Linked DNA regions of Triticum aestivum: region 1 is linked to region 2. Evidence: chromatin contacts called from public Hi-C data. All regions are on one chromosome and are shown on one strand. The core of a region is the stretch at or near the end of the contact, and the rest is flanking DNA. Distances in the headings are between cores, read along the strand shown. Region 1 holds the start of LOC123121725. Region 2 holds the start of LOC123121723 (NF-kappa-B-activating protein).

Evidence for each region. Hi-C and Micro-C count contacts between places; a contact is called where the count stands out from the background.
Region 1: a contact with region 2 is called in a Hi-C map of leaf, with 7 times the contacts expected there. The contact joins the promoter of LOC123121725 here to the promoter of LOC123121723 in region 2. A contact is called at or near these places in 2 of 5 Hi-C or Micro-C datasets (both in leaf).

What each region holds. Positions count from the first base shown.
Region 1 is chr5D:355,813,991-355,818,427 of IWGSC CS RefSeq v2.1, reverse strand. LOC123121725 reads right to left here and starts at 3,171. Exons shown (of 9, transcript XR_006459828.1): 1 at 2,627-3,171; 2 at 2,105-2,189; 3 at 1,895-2,005; 4 at 1,000-1,812; 5 at 324-678; 6 at 2-83.
Region 2 is chr5D:355,683,405-355,687,554 of IWGSC CS RefSeq v2.1, reverse strand. LOC123121723 (NF-kappa-B-activating protein) reads right to left here and starts at 2,524. Exons shown (of 1, transcript XM_044541744.1): 1 at 637-2,524. The coding sequence starts at 2,430. The coding sequence ends at 823.

The sequences.
Region 1 (4,437 bases), core at 1,922-4,421, 130 kb before region 2:
CCACTAGCTTCTGAATTGCAGCCTCAGCTTTCGCTTTTTGAAGATTCTCCCAAGCAGTAAGTTTTGCTTCTTCTCTCTCAACCCTTTTAACAATGGTAGAGTGATCAGTATTTCATGATTTCATCGAATAAATTTACTTTGCACAGTTTTAGGAACTGTAAAAGATTTGGATATTTGCACATCATACGAGATAAGCAGGTCATGTTATATATTTTCACTTTTTCAGAAGTTAAGCTACAAGTATTACTGCACGAAAGTGGTTTAAAATAGCAGAGGTATGCCTGAACAAAAAGCAGCATTTATCGTAAGCACCGGTCCCTTACTTTATTGTGCATTTCGTTTCAGATGATTCCCAGGAAGAAGATTTAGAGTCCACCGTCCTTTTGTTCCACTCTAACATATTTGTAGAATTCTTGTTAGAGCCTTGTGTTACATGTTTCTTGGACCATCTGGTAAGACTCACTCGCTCATCCATCTGCACATCCCTGATCTCGAGATCAGAGAAACAGCTCTCCCTCTCTTTGGCTTGTTGCATTGAGAATGAGCGAACAAATGAAGGCCTGGCGCTGGGCGAAGAAGACCTACTTAGATCTGGACTAGTTTGAGTCGCAGTATCCTTCCTTGAAGTTATAGGGGTGACAGTGGGGGCTGAATCTTCTACGAACTCAGCCTCTTCGTCTGATATGAAACAAAACAAAGAAGCATCAGCTGAAGATTTACTTAAGTTTCATCAAGTACAGTAAAAACGTAAGATCAACTTCTGGTGTTATTCAGCTTAGAAGTGCTATGATGAAATCAATTACCAAGATACCAAATGCCAAAAACTAATGTTTATAGTGCAACTCATGAGGAGCTTCACAATTTAACAATGCTTTAGCAACCAGAGAGACAACCGCAAACCCCAAACAGAGTGTTATCCTCTACATGTTTATACTTTGTAGACCCATAATTCAACACTAAGCAATAGGCTAAATATGATGGGTAGCAATTTCTTAATACCTTGTACAGATTCTTGGGTGCTAGGCAATGACGCAGATGATTCAACTGCAGTATCTAGCCGTCGGCGCACCGTGGTAGATTGGGTAGCAGGAGACCCGATATCTGCTAGAGAAGACCTGCCAACTATGCCAATACCGAATTCGGCACCAGCTGTTCCACTCGTATACCTCCCAACATTACTTTTCGCCCCACCATAATGTTCAGGTATCAGTACTCCCGCCAAGAAAGGTGAGTTTGCTGCTAAATGCCCAACTCTCCCACTGTCAAACAAAGACACGGATGAAGATACAGATGAGTACTGTCCACCAAGTCTTCCAGGAGGCCCAAGAGGACCACTTTTGGCCTTGGGCCGTCGAGCATGGGGCAATGCCGCGGTCTTCTCACGCGCATCGCCGGAGTTTGACTTGGGACTGAAGATCCACCTCTCCGCATCCTCCCATTTTGAGGGCAATGTCCTCCTATTGTTGAGAGGAAATGCCATGCTGCTGCCTGGGTACCTCCTAGTATTATTACCTTTGGAAGGGAGAGGCACTCTCTCGGAGCTCCACCCCTTTTGGTACCCCAAGGCCGATGGCCGGTGCCGCCGCGGATAGCTCGGCGTGCCGGGACTAGGGAACACGCCGGAGCTGATCTGTGATGACACAAGTCCCTTGCTTACAAACCCGGCACCTCCAACCACGAAGCCCGGAGAAAACGGAGTCCCGTTGTTGAACCCGGCGCTGCCGAAGTCGAGCGAGGCCGGCCGCTGCTTCAGCCCCTTCCTACCGTGCAGGTAAACAGCCTCTGTCCGGCACCGTCGCTGGCTCTGGCATTCTGTCGAACAGCACACAAGCACACAAGATTGGAAAACCTCACACCACCTAGCACGTCGCAAACTTGGAAATCTCGTACGTACCTCGGATGGCAGTGGCGCCGCCCGCCGGACTCTTGGCCGGTTCTTGCCACTCTCCCTTCAGCCCACACTGCGCTTCGTCGTCGTCGTGCGGCTCCGTGAACGCTGCAGAGGCTTCAGAGAAGGCGAACTCGCTTAAAAGGGCTGTAAAGTGGAGCTCCAGCAAGAACGCTGGTAAGAATACAAGCTGTGAGCTGTGGGCTGTGTGCTCACCACTGGAGGATGAAGTGGCGGCCAGCCCGTCTGTCTCCAGATCTGTGTCCATGTCGCCATCCGCGCGCACGAATCCGGCCAAAGGCTGCAGCCAACCATCAAGCACCGATTAAAAAGTTAATCTTGCAAAGCTGGAGACCGGAGAGAATCCCAGGGTGGGTGGTGCCCCCCCTCCGCTCCTTTTCCGCTTGCTGGCGAGGGCGATGCGGCAAGAATCAAGATGGCGATGATGGTGCCTATCCTCAAGCCTCGGGCCCTCCGGCTTTGTCGGTTTTAGATCGCTAGATTCACTCGCTAATCATGTCATTTCTGGGTTTTACCCTCCACTTTCTGGAAAGGCTCCTGTGGACTGTGGTCACCTGCGACAGGCCATGGTGCTCTCTGGCTAGATCGGCATGGCGGCATGCCCATGCCACCGCTCGCGGCAGTAAAGAGATTCTATGTGCGAATATTAATCCAAATGAAATCGACAGAGACGCCCAAGGAAGGTGGTGGCAATGGAGGAGGGGGGCGAAGACCAACCGAGTCGCAGCCGAAGGAGCCGCTGCCGCTGCTCGTCGAGTAGCCGTCGCCCGCCTCGGCTCTTCCCCACCGACGCCGCCCCCGACGCCGCCGCATTGCCCTCTCCGATGCCGACGCCGACGCCGAGGCAGCCCCCTCCTCCTCCTCCCCCATTACGCCCCGGAACTCCAGCTCGCAATCACCGGCGCCGCGCATTTTGTCTCAAAAACAAGAAAGCAAGAATCCCACCTGCCGCCTGCCGCCTGCCTCGTCAGTGAGTTTGCTGTGCTCTCCCCCTCAACCGGCGGTGGCCATTAAAAGTGGCGGGTATGGAGGAGTGAGAAGTCCTGGCATTTTAATAGAAGACGTGTCAGGCGGATTGGGACGTGGGTGTACGTCCGGCATCTCGAGGCCGCGAGGCGAGGCAACGTGAGCCGGGAGCTCAAGAACGTGCGCGGCGCTGAAATCAACGGACAGTTTATCGGCTAGTTTTGCCCCCGATCGGCGCCCCCGTCCATGTCGGTGTCGTCCTTGTTGTTTCTTCTGCCCCGCGGCGCAGGGAAACTCACCTCACCAACTCCACCCACCGAACCTCTCGTGCCGTCGCCGCCCGTCTCCGTACTCGGTTTACCCCGGCATGGCTGTCTCGTGACGACTATCTAACAGTCGGTCGGTCGCTGTGAAACAATGGCAATGGCATGCAACCGACGGCGTCCTGGTCGAGGAGTGAAAGTCCTGGCGTGATGCAGGCGGGGGCGGGGTCCCGGCTGGCCCCGCGTCACGGTGGCCGCAGCTGGAACGACGGCGACCTCTCTGCTGAAGGGCGCGCAGTTTCAGCGCATCCGGCTAACCATGGAGCATGTAGATCTACTGCGGTGGAACAATGGGGGTTCAGGTTGCATGGGTCCGCCGGATGGGAGCGCCGGCAGGTGGTTGAAGGCGTGGAGCACGGTAGCAGTGTACCAGCGGCTGTGGCCACGTGCCGTGCTACTGCCGTGTCGCCACGGTTCACCGAACATAGCACAGGCCTTGGGGGCATATAATGTGTGCGTCGTTCGGTGGCACGAACGTTCCTACCGTGCACCAAAGCTCTCTCCGTCACATGCTATGCTGGTCTAGTGGTCCGGCCAAAACAAATCGTATTTAGCGAATTTTTCTTCTCCGGAAATGGGCTAATCATTAAATCCGTGCATGTTCTTTTTAGAAGAGCGATGATGGCGACCAATCATGTGGAAGGTCGTTCGGTCGTCAACTGGAAGGGGGTTTTCTGCCCGTAAAATATCGGAGGTCTCGGTCAGGGTTCTTTTTTAAACTCCATCAAGCTAGTCAATGGAGAGAGTTGGAGCTCTATCATTGAACTGGACGACTCCTTTAATAATACCAGTAGACATTTTATGCGACAAATATAAGAGTTGAAGGTCATAAAGACTTTAAAAATAATGAAACAAGGCAACGAGCCCTGATTGTAACCTTATTGGGGTGGGTCTTGAAGACGTAGCGTTGGTATGGCTAACTAAAATTTTCAATCTCGTTTTTTGGGCAAACAAAATGTCAGAAGAATAAAGACGTAGTATATCAGTATCAATCTTCATGAAGAAGGGGAGTGTTCAAAGTTGTACCAGTTACCGTGGAATTAAACTGACGAGTCATACAGTGAAGTTAAGGGAGAGGAGCAACACTTAAGAAGAAGAATAAGCGTGGCCAAAAATCAGCCTGGTTTCATGCTTGGGAGGTCGATCATGGAAGCCATTTTTCTTGGTATGACAGATTATAAAGAGATACAGTGAGCAAAAGAAAGACCTTCATATGGTGTTCATTGGCCGGGGGAAAGC
Region 2 (4,150 bases), core at 1,275-3,774:
GGGACAGTTTAGAATGTAGAGTTAATAATGACATCTAACATCCCAAATATAGCCATATGCCTGCAGCACATTGGTAAATGGTCTCACGCATCACCCTAATACATTCATTTTATCTTACTCACAAGAGAACAGATCATGGAAGGGCAGCTTTAATCTAACATTCATTTGAGCTTACTCACAAGAGAACTGATCATGGGACGGCAGTTCTTAACGGGTGATCGCCATAACCATGAATTAATGGATGAAACTATTGCTGCTCATAGGTGTATCAAAATAATGACTAAAGCCCACGTGAAATTCAGCAAAACAAGGATCCAAGCTATCCAGTCAATCTAAAACTAAATAATTTTCGTATAATGAGTAAATGCATACCTCTATGATCTTAGGACAAACAAATTTCATTATAGATGTTAACAAAATTCCGTTTCAGATAGTGAAGATTTAGTTGAAATCCGCAAGTGCCAAAGAAGACCCGCAGTACCCAAGCACCCCTTGCATGCTATAACAATTCTGATCCTAAACAATAACTGTACTGTCTTTCACATTCAAAAATACAAAAAGGAAAAAAAAATGACCATTCTATCTTATCATTGCAAAAAAATCCTATACAAATCATAGTGTGGTAAACCAAGCAGCTTGACAAACATGACAACAATCATGAACACATATAGAACAAAAGAGTAATATCTGATAAGCATAAGCTAAGTACAGCACAAAACAGAAGTTACAAAGATGCAAACTCGACATCACTAGTACTACAGGAAAAACATGCATAACTAACAGTGGCAACCATTTCTTTGTAAAATAGCTAGAAATAATTACTCAGTCATCTGTAGTAGCAAATGGATCATGCGAAGGTCCTGTCTCTTGGCCAATGGTTCTTGAAACCAAGCGCTGCAAATCAGCCATAACCTTGTGCTCTCTCTTTGACTTCTCCTCGTAGTTAAACATGGCCAGTGCTCTCTTATCCTCTGCACTATAAACCTGGTTTTCCTTCCTTATACGGATAGCATTCATCCTCTGGTGCCTACTTCCACTCATCACATACCCCAAATCTTCAAACTTCTGAATCTCATCTGCAGACAGACCAACCTCACCACGCCGTGGGATACGCTTCCCCTGCTGTACATACTGTGCAATGGCATCACCCTCACCAGGTCTCAGTGCGCCACCATAGCTAATATGACCATCTGCACGCGGGAGTGGCATCGGTCCAACCGGCATCTCATTCTCCAGTGCAGCCTTCTTCTGGGCCTCAAGCATTTCCTTGAACTTAATTGCCTCTGGGTCAATCTCAGGCTCATCTGTCTCTTCAATTTCCTTTTCATCAATGATGGCATCAGAAGGGATCGAATCTTCAGAATCAGACTGACTGCTATTCTTCTTCCTTGAGCTCTTGCCCATTTTCTTGCTGTCCGTTGAGATAGGGCTAGAGACTAACACCTCCACCTCCTCAGAGCTAACATCAGATGGTACATCCAGACTCTTACTCTTCTTCCTCCTAGAGCTCCTTCCCCTCCTCTTAGACTTCTTGTGCCTCCGTGATCTCTTGCTCCTCTTCTTATCCCTAGAATCTTCAGAGTCATAGGAACCCTCTGAATCCTCATCGACCTTGCTATCACTCTCACTCTCCGCATCAGACTTCCTGTGGCGACGATGGGCACGCCGGCTACGCTTGCTGCTAGAACGTCTGCCCTTACGCCCTTTCTTTTTCTTACTAGAATAATCTGATTCACTGGAATCAGATAAGCTACCAGACTCATCGGTCTCAGATTCCGACGAATCCTTGTTCTCCTCATCGCTCTTCTCAGATGATTCCTTCTTCGGCGATTCCTTCTTCTCCTCCTCCTCCTCCTCGCTATACTGGTACTCGTCGGCCTCGTCGTCACGGCGAGGAGGGCTGGGCGTGACTTTCCAGATGCACTTCTTCAGGCTTTTGCGGAGCTTCTGGCGCTTGACGCGGCGGTACTCGAAGTAGGTGAGGCCCTTGAGATCCTCGTCGTCGTCGTCGGAGGCGGACCATTCGCCTCCTCCACCGCCGCCACGGCGCGCCGGGGGCTCCACGTCCCGAACCCGGTCCATGTCCCGGCCGCGCTCATTATGGTAGGGCGACCACTGGCGGCGGCGGTCGCGGAAGGGGCTTGGGGACCGGTCGCGGCGGCGGTCGCGGAAGGGGCTTGGGGACCGGTCGCGGCGCCGGTCGCGGTAGGGGCTAGGGGATCGGTCGCGGCGGCGGTCGCGAGAGGGGACGGGGGACCTCTCGCCGCGGCGGTCGCGGGAGGGGATGGGGGAGCGGTCGCGGCGGCGCTGGCGGCGCGGGGAGGGCGACGGGGACAGGGAGCGGCGGCGAGGGGAGGGCGAGGCGGAGACGCGGGAGCGGTCGGGGTGGCGCACCACGGCGGACGCGAGGCGGCTCCCCGTGCGAGACATGGCGACCGCGGATCGCCGATTAGGTCGGGGTTGGGGATTCGATTTGGGGAAAAGAGATGGGAAATTTGCGATGGATGCGTGTGGAACCAGCGGAGGTGGGGGGGGGGGGGGGGGGGGGGGAGGGGCCGACGGGAGAGGCTTCTCGATGTCGGTTTGGAATCGGATGGATCGGTCATGCTGCGCGGCTTTGGGCTTTACGGGCCTTTTAGTGCCAAAGGCCCTGGTGGAAAAATACGTGTGATCACATACATGGGCTTTTTACCCCTAAAAAAAAACATACATGGACTTTTTGGAACATCTAGGCTCCCCGACGAGGGGGGTAAGGAGCAACTACATAAAAAACTCCAGGTAGGAAATTTAATTTGGAGACGCTAAAAAAAAGAATTTTAATTTGGAGGCGCATCGCCTAGCTTGTTCATTAGGTATTGGCCATCGTGTCTGGCTGGGACAATTGTATGATCCAGTCACAGTATCCGTAAATATTCGTTCTAAGCATCAATAAAGCATATGTTTGGCCTAAGAAAATTAACTTGAGGTTACAAGCATCTAGCCTAAAAAAATCTAATTACGATTTCTCTCTCTGTCGGGAAGCATCCGTGGTTGAGTACTCCGCATGACCCAATTATAATCCCTGCGAACATTTTAGCTAATCAATAAAGGTCTAGCAAGCTTTTCTTAAAAAGAACAAAAAAAACTCAAGGTTACGCTAAGCATGGTCTTACCTTATGGGTTGGTCAAGTTTGGCTAAAAAAACTAACGAGTTTACCCCTTGCGGGACCTTCACGGGTGACTTTTGGTGCTCTAAAACCATGCTAAATGATGAGCCCGGCCGTCGCCACATGTCGCATGTCGGGCGCTTTCTCTGGATTCTGTTTTTTTTCTATTTTTCTCCTCACATTCTCGGATTTTAGATACGGGTTTCCCCGTTTTGCTCGGTTTTGGAGAAAAAACATGGACTTTCTTTGCATGGAATTTTTTTTGTGCTTCTCAGAAAAGGAAAAAAATGTGCTTTCACGAGAAGCAAATATTTGCTTCTCATGGAGGCATAAATCTGTTGTGCTTCTTGAAAAAAAATTGTGCTTCTACAAGAAACGCATATTTGTGTCCGCGAGATGCATGGTTGTGCTTCCACGAGAAGCACGTATCTGCTTCTCATGGAAGCATAGATTTGCTACCGTAAGAAACACGGAATCCACAAGAAGCTCATATTTACTTCTCGCGCAAACACAGATTTGCTTCCGAGAAGTACAACCGTGCTTCTCGGAAAGGAAAAAGAAGTGAAAAACCAAACCGTGCTTCTGTCTCTGGGGCTTTTCTTCCATTTTTTTGCCATTCTTTTGTTCGATTGCCTGGTTTTTAAAGGCTTTTTTGAGGGTTTTCGGTTTCCGGATTTTTTTGTGAGAAAAAAATTTGTCAAAACTTATTAACAAGAGATATAGTTTCGAATATCTCGACGCAAGAAATCCAGCACTGAAAACGGTTTGGAATTTTGGATGCACGGTTCAAGAGATAAATCCTTTTTTAATAAATGAATCTATGAAAAAAAGAAAAAACTCGCAGGTTGCGACACATGGCACACATGCATTACATTACTTGTCAGCGCGTCAGAAGGCGGGAGTGACCTTTGAAAGTGGAAACCCTAAACAAGTGATTTTCTGACATGTATCGCCCACGACAACCTCGACCGTAGCGATCGCTCGCGACATCTAACTCGCGTGAT